Regions from separate parts of the Macaca mulatta genome. Here region 2 is linked to region 1. A link is a contact called in public Hi-C data. All regions are on one chromosome and are shown on one strand. The core of a region is the stretch at or near the end of the contact, and the rest is flanking DNA. Distances in the headings are between cores, read along the strand shown. Region 1 holds the start of RP9 (RP9 pre-mRNA splicing factor). Region 2 holds the start of FKBP9 (FKBP prolyl isomerase 9).

Region 1 (3,921 bases), core at 692-3,191:
CTGGGCAGGGCCAGGCATTATGGTGCTTATGCTAGGGGAAGACCTTTGAACACCTGACTTCCCTGGGAGACCACGAGCGCCACATAGTGACTTGAAAGGGTCAGGACTGCCCTGTAGCGTGGATGCGCACAATGCAGAGTCTCTATCCTGCAACCCCTGCCCTGCTAAGGGGAAAAGTTCAGAGCGGGCCATGCTGGAAAAAGAGCAGGCCAGGTCCCAACATAGGAATTTATCTCACATCAAACCTCCTAGAAGGTTAATTATAAAGGATTTTAACTCTTTGAGGATCTTTCCTTATACGAATTATGTTTTTAAAAAAGTAGACAAATTAAACTTTACTTGGCAAAAAACTGTTTTCAAAGCGGGCACCCCCAGAACCAGAATAGGTCCAGAGCAACTCTGAGGCTGCCACCTGGTGGGATAACATTTATGGACAGGAAAAGGAAAGTGATGTACAGAAAAGCAAAGTGAGGTAGAGAAATAGCTGGATTCCATACAGCCTGGCGTCTGCCTTATTTGAACAGGGTTTCAAAGGTTGACCACCTGTGACGGCCTGAAAATCAGCTGCTGTGACTGTATGAGACTCAGGTACTTGTAACAGTAGGTTACAGTCTGTTTACACATCCACTTAGGTTACAGTTCACTAAGTATAGAGAAACTTTTAGGCTAAACTTAAAATATTCAAGGAGGCAGCTTTAGGCTGTACTTAATTTAACACCTACTTAGCATAGGTAACTAGGAGCGCCTAAAACAGAAACGAATTCTTGAATAATTGAGTGAATGCCACACTCAGAAAAGGTTGTTTTAGGCAGCTAACTATAGAATCACGGACAAGAACTGAAAGAGTTGCTGACTAAACTTTCCACCCCAGGTTTGTGTTAGAATTTAGGAAAAGCCATCCTGATAAATGACTGCAAACGACAAGAATACACCATCCTCAAACATGCCACTCCGGCATATTGATGACTGAGCTATAAGTAACAGAATCAAACAACACAGGATAACTTATTCAGCTACCCCTCAACTGCCTAAAATAAAGTATGACTCTGCTTTTTTCCCTTTTGTTCTTATTATTTTTCGACTCTTCCTGTTGTAAAGAGAAATTTACACCTATAAAGGAAATTTTCTGTAGTAAATGTTTCTGTATCAGGAAGAGAGCTGCTTGGAGGCAACTTTTATCTTCCGAGGGCCTCATCGGGATAACAAAGCAACCTTTATTCACCATACATTTCCCCCCTCACCCTTCCATAACGTCTGCACCACGCCCCAAAAGGCCCACGCCCCTATTCCCTGGCCCTTCTTTCAGTCTCCCACTTTTGTGGTCCTCCAGTGCATGGGTACATAATTAAAACAGTTTTTCTCCTGTTAATCTGTCTTATAACAATTTAATTTGTGGTCCAGCTGAAGAACTTAGAAAGGTAGAGGGAAGCCATATTTCCCTCCCCTACATTTGAATCTTCTTTATACCACACTCTCCCGGGTCATCTGGACTGTCCTGGAACTCCGTGGAGCTAGAGAAGCGCAGGGCCTCCCAAGTCAGATTCTGCTCGGTGCCGAGCGGCAGTTGGCTCCCTGAACGCCCCTCGCTCCCCATCAGGAGGACGGACTTGAAGTCCTTGACCGCGGCGCCCGACATCGGTCGCCCGCACTAGGCTCCTGCCGAGCCCGGCCCCCGTGCCTGCTCGGGGGGGCTCGGAGGACCCGGCTTAGCGCCCACCACCGCGTCCCGCGCCCCCGGCCCCAGGTTTCAGAAGACTGGCCGCGCGCGGACGGCAGCTCGGAACTCACAAGGATTCCAGGTGCTTGAGCTGCTGCAGCTGCTGCGCGTCGTGCCGCCGCCGCTTCTGCTCCCGACGTCGCTGCAGCTCCTGCTCCGGCGGCTCACGCGGCCGCCGCGCGCCCCCAGCCCCCGCGTCCTCGCGCCCCGGCCGGGACGACATCTCGGCCCCCGCAGCGCGGCTCGGGCAACCCCTCCGGCGCGGCGGCGGCGGCGGCGGCGGCGGCGGCGGCCAAGAGAGCACTTCCTTCGCGCGGCGGTCGGGCGGCTCCGCAGCGCCCCCTCCCGCCGCCGCCCCGCAACTCACCTCAGCGGCCGCGAAGTCCCAGCCTTGGCCGCCAGATCCCCGCCTCCCCGCGCCTGGCCCCAACACCGCGGCCCAGCCACCAGACCTGCTGCTGCCGGTGGGCGGGGAGCGCCGCCTAGCTGGAGCGGAAGCGGGGCGAGGCGCTGGTTGGGACCCTGGGTGAGCTTCCCCGAGCCTGGGGGTTCCCGCCTGGCCACGCCCACCTCAGGTATACTAACAACAGTCACGTAGGGATGAGCAGATGAACTGTATTCATAAAAAAAGTTCAAATTAGCCAGGCGTGGTGGCGGGCGCCTGTAGTCCCAGTTACTTGGGTGGCTGAGGCAGGAGAATTGCTTGAACCAGGGAGGCGGAGGTTGCAGTGAGCCGAGATCGTGCCCCTGCACTCCGGTCTGGGCGAAAAAGCGAGACTGTCTCTCAGAAAAAAAAAAAAAAAAGTTCAAAAAGTGAAACGTATGAACATATCACTGTTTGGTAATTGTGTGCACCCAGCTTTATAACTGCAGTTATCTGAAATACCATGAGAGACAACCTAAGTCTTTTGACAGGGTGGGTCACCATGATGTCACCACTGTACCAGTCACCCAAAGAGCCAAGATCTTGAGAAATTTCATCTTTCACAAATGCAGATGTACAAAAAAGACTTTTCTTTATTTATTGAGGAAGTTTCTACATTTTTACATACATGTATAATGCTTATATACACAGTTGCCATTGTAATAATGAGCTTTGAATCATCTTTGCAAAAAATGCCTAAAACAAATGAGAACTCTCTAAAAGTCTTTATACAGTTGACGCCTCCAGTATTAGAAATGAGGTTAAGATGTAATACATAGCATAGTGAATTGTGAAACATAATGCTGACAATTTAAAAAATGAAGAAGCTAAAAGAGAAAACAGAAAAACAAAAGCAAACTCAAAAGAAAATTCAACATAGAAAATGTGTATTGCAGGGATAGATGATGGGCAATTGCATGGAGATTGGCCACATGAACTGCCCAACTTTTATGATGATTAACATATTTTGAAGTCTTGCATCATGATGAATAGCTTTTTTTTTTTTTTCTTTTAGGACATGGCTGTCCTCGATAATATATTCTCATTAATTTTCTATGTGATACTGCTTTTTCCAAAATTCGTTTTCTTTAACTTTTTAAACTTCTTTATTTTGTAGAGACAGGGTCTCACTATGCTGCTTAGGCTGGTCTTGGGCTCCTGGCCTCAAGCAATCCTCCGGCCATAGCCTCCCAAAGCACTGGGATTACAGGTGGGAATCACTGCGCCTCTCAGTGAAATTATTTTGTGATTTGATATTCTCTGACTTCTCTTTATGGTCTCTTTCTGTTGTACCCTCCTGTCCATGAACCCCTCTGTTTTTCTTTTTTTTTTTTTTTTTTTTTTGAGACGGAGTCTCGCTCTGTCGCCCAGGCTGGAGTGCAGTGGCGCGATCTCGGCTCACTGCAAGCTCCGCCTCCCGGGTTCACGCCATTCTCCTGCCTCAGCCTCCCGAGTAGCTGGGACTACAGGCGCCCACAACCGCGCCCGGCTAATTTTTTGTATTTTTAGTAGAGACGGGGTTTCACCGTGGTCTCGATCTCCTGACCTTGTGATCCGCCCGCCCCTCGGCCTCCCAAAGTGCTGGGATTACAGGCGTGAGCCACCGCGCCCGGCCCCCCTCTGTTTTTCTTTTTATTCTTCTACCCCCTCCTAAGATACCAGAGATTCATTCTTGAGGCCAAACAGCCTTGGTGTTGGCCCACTTGTGTTGGGGCAGCTGGACCTGGTCCTTAGTCTGTGCTACTGGACAGGTTTTAAACCTTTCAGAATGGAGCAGCTA
Region 2 (4,042 bases), core at 993-3,492, 150 kb before region 1:
TTTTAGTAGAGACCGGGTTTCGCCAGGTTGTCCAGGCTGGTCTCAAACTCCTGAGGTAAAGCAATCTGCCCCCTTGGCCTCCCAAAGTGCTGGGATTACAGGGGTGAGTAATTTTTGTATTTTTTTTGTAGAGGTGGGGTTTTGCCATGTTGCCCAGGCTGGTCTCAAACTCCTGGGCTCAAGCAGTCCTCCTGCCTCAGCCTTCTAAAGTGCTAGGATTACAGGAGTGAGCCACCAGGCCCTCTGTTTGTTTTTAAAATCAGAGGTAGATGTTGAATTTTATCTCATGCTGTTTTGAGTCTATGGCCACATGATCTTAGAGCTTTTTCCCCCCTTCTTCTGTCCTATAATTTTTTTTTTTTTTTTTGAGACGGAGTCTCGCTCTGTCGCCCAGGCTGGAGTGTAGTGGCCGGATCTCAGCTCACTGCAAGCTCCACCTCCCGGGTTCAAGCCATTCTCCTGCCTCAGCCTCCTGAGTAGCTGGGACTACAAGCGCCCGCCACCTCACCTGGCTAGTTTTTTGTATTTTTATTGGAGATGGGGTTTCACCGTGTTAGCCAGGATGGTTTCGATCTCCTGACCTCGTGATCCACCCATCTTGGCCTCCCAAAGTGCTGGGATTACAGGCTTGAGCCACCACGCCCGGCCCTGTCCTATAATTTTATTAATAGGTGTTCTATTTCTAGAATAAGCTCTAAGATGAACAATGAATATTTTTCTTGTTGTTCGTGTAGTTTCTCACTCGATCCCTGAAACCTAATTGATTATAATAATCTTATAATTATTGTTTTATCTTCATCTTACAGAGAATACTGACATTTTGTTAATTTGCAGAAGCTCACCTAGGTAGTCCACGTAATGGTATATTTTTCCTTTAAAATACTGTTTTTTTATTTTTTACTTATTTTTTTTGAGGCGGAGTCTCACTCTGGAGTGCAGTGGTATGATTTAGTGGTGTGATCTTGGCTCACTGCAACCTTCAACTCCCAGGTTCCAGTGATTTTTCTGCCTCAGTCTCCCAGGTAGCTGGGACTACAGGCCGTGCCACCACACTCTGCTAATTTTTGTATTTTTAGTAGAGAGAGGGTTTCACCATGTTGGTCAGGCTGGTCTTGAACTCCTGACCTCAGGTGATCCAACCACCTCGGCCTCCCAAAGTGCTGGGGTTACATGTGTGAGCCACTGCGCCTGGCCGAATATACTGTTGAATCCGATTTTATCACGTTTTATTCAGTATTTTTGCATTTATATTTATAAATTAGATCGTGCCCTGTTTTTTCAGTTTTATTTTTCCTTTTTGTTGCTCTCTTTGCCAGGTTTTGGTATCAGAATTGTGTTTGCTTCCACAACAAGTTGAAAAAGCGTTGATTTGCTTTCATTATTTCAAAATTTTAATAAATTATAACAACCAATTCCAAGTGCATCTGACTACTCTGATGAATTCCTGTGGCATCTGGGTCTCTATGATGAAGTCCTCCCTGGCATAGGCTCCTATATGGGCGCGAGCTCGGCTCGCTGCAACCTCCGCCTCCCAGGTTCAAGGGATTATCCTGCCTCAGCCTCCCGAGTAGCTGAGAGTACAGGCGCGCGCCACCACGCCTGGCTAATTTTTTTGTATTTTTCGTAGAGACAGGGTTTCATTGTGTTGGCCAGGATGGTCTCGATCTCCTGACCTCGTGATCCGCCTGCCTCGGCCTCCCAAAGCGTTGGGATTACAGGCGTGAGCCATCGCGCCCGGCCTCCCTTTTCTTTTAAGTAGGAAGAAAAAAAAATCCCCAAGGATGGTTTCAGTCTCTTTCAAGGTAGATACCATACCTTTGTAACTAAGTTAAAAAAAAAAATCTAATTTTCCCTCCCTCTCCAAAGCAGCAAGGGGAAATTGGATCCACCGCCACGTAGGAGCCCCTCATGGCACCAAACCCGGTGTCTCCAGGGATGGGCGGAGACCAGCGGGTGGGTTTGGGCAGTACGCGCTTTTCTCTTCCGACTTTGGGCCAAAGCCTTGTCTGGAGATCACAGTGTCTCGCTCGGGGACACGCCCTCCCCAGGCCCAAACTGGGTCCCCATTTGGAGTTCCCAGCCCCCCTCCCCGCCGCGGCGCGCACATTCCCAAGGCCGGGCGGAGCAGGGCGCAGCAGGCCCGCCCTCGGCGCGCGGCCAGGCTGGGCTCCTCCCCTCGAGCTGTGGCCGGGGGGCGGGCGGCAGGGGAGAGGGGGTGGTGGCTGCAGCCCGGGGAGGGCCGGGAGACCGTTCCACGTTTGCAAACGCAGCCGCACGCCCAGGCCTACCCGTGCCGCCCGAGCTCCGCACTGCGTCCGCGCTACTCTCCTCGCCGCCCCGATGGCGTTCCGGGGCTGGAGGCCCCCGCCGCCACCGCTGCTCCTGCTGCTGCTCTGGGTGACCGGGCAGGCAGCGCCCGTGGCTGGCCTGGGCTCCGACGCGGAGCTGCAGATCGAGCGGCGCTTCGTGCCTGACGAGTGCCCGCGCACCGTGCGCAGCGGCGACTTTGTGCGCTACCACTACGTGGGGACGTTCCCCGACGGCCAGAAGTTCGACTCCAGGTACCGCGCCCTTGGCGCCCGGCGCGGCCTCCGCGGATGCGCGTCCCTCTCTCCCGACAGGCCTTTCCCTCCTGCCGGACCTCCCCTAGCTCCGCCCCGTGCATCCGCGCTCCTCCCTTCTTCCGCTGCCCAAATTCTCCCGGACCCCAGACCCTCCGCCGCGGGTGAGCCTCCCGGCCCTCATGTGTCCTAGGCCGCCTGCCTGGGACTGGACCCTTGGAAGACCATGAGCAGAGGGGTTGGGGCAGACCACGCCCTCCTTTTCCTCCAGCGCGTGGACACACGCAAAATCAGTGTAAAATAATCAGTGTGAGTGGGGGCCGCGTTGCACAACTGGAACCCCAAGAGTGGGTGTTCGTGCCTGCCTCTCTTCTCCCTTTCCTGTTCCTTCCCTCCGCTCCCTTGGGAATCTAGTCAGATGGTGCTTCTCACACAAAACGATGATGACGAAGAGGCTAGTGGCCGCAAACATACAATGAGCTGTTAACAATGTGTAGATGTAATTGTAAGTACTTTCCATATTGTAGTGTACTCATTTAATTGTACAGCAGTCTTGTGAGGTAGGTACTATCACTACCCTCATTTTATCAGTAAGGTAACAAGCAACTGAGGCTACGAAGCGTATTGAAACAATGGAGTCAGATTGTTTAATCCAACTCCAGAAGTCTGTGCGCGCAGCTACCATTGCCCTTCCTTTCCGGCCATACAAAAAAACCTCTCTTGGGGCTGGGCGTGGTGGCTCAAGCCTGTAGTCCCAGCACTTTGGGAGGCCGAGGCGGGAGGATCGCTTGAGCCCAGGAGTTTGGGGCTGCAGTGAGCTATGGTCGTGCCACTGCACTCCAGCCTGGGAGACAGACAGAGATCCCATCGCAAAACAAAACACAACACAACACCTCTCCTGGGCGGGAGGTGGTCCAGGACCGTCACTCCGCCTTGCACCAGGCCCTACACCAGGCCCAGAACTCCTTCTCTCAGCTCTGCCTCAGGATCACAGCACCGCTCTCCAGTTTCCCTCCAGTTTAGTTTCGGGTTTAACAGGCCTCTCTTCCTCCAGCACCAGGCTACTCCTCCCCAAGGCTTTTGTTACAAACCCTGGTCCGTGCCAGCACTTCCCTTCGTGAATCACTAGATCAGGCAGAGAGAGCTATTTGTTGAGCCCCTGCTATGTGCCCCAAGGCCTAGGGTCATTATGAATATTTTGTAGACTCTTGACTTTTTTGAAGTTCCAGACAATGAATATACAAAAGCTTTTCAGCATAGTATGTGGCACTAGCAAGTGCTTAGAAATGATCATTCTTACTACTGTTTTAGTTGCTTAAAAAAAAAAAACTAGCTTTATTGAGATATAATGCCATACAATTTGCCCTTTTGGTGTGTACAATTCAATGTTTTTTAGTATATTCACAGAGTTATGCAAACATCACAACTAGCCAATTCCAGAACATTTTCATCATCCCCCGAAAAGAAATGCAGTCACTCCC

The links. Hi-C and Micro-C count contacts between places; a contact is called where the count stands out from the background.
Region 2: a contact with region 1 is called in a Hi-C map of CD4 T cells, with 6 times the contacts expected there. The contact joins the promoter of FKBP9 here to the promoter of RP9 in region 1. A contact is called at or near these places in 4 of 14 Hi-C or Micro-C datasets (CD4 T cells, blood, fetal cortex germinal zone and 1 more).

The regions. Positions count from the first base shown.
Region 1 is chr3:95,217,561-95,221,481 of T2T-MMU8v2.0, reverse strand. RP9 (RP9 pre-mRNA splicing factor) reads right to left here and starts at 1,941. Exons shown (of 6, transcript NM_001257627.1): 1 at 1,789-1,941. The coding sequence starts at 1,940.
Region 2 is chr3:95,372,381-95,376,422 of T2T-MMU8v2.0, reverse strand. It overlaps FKBP9 (FKBP prolyl isomerase 9), which reads left to right and starts at 2,242. Exons shown (of 10, transcript XM_015133750.3): 1 at 2,242-2,561. The coding sequence starts at 2,341.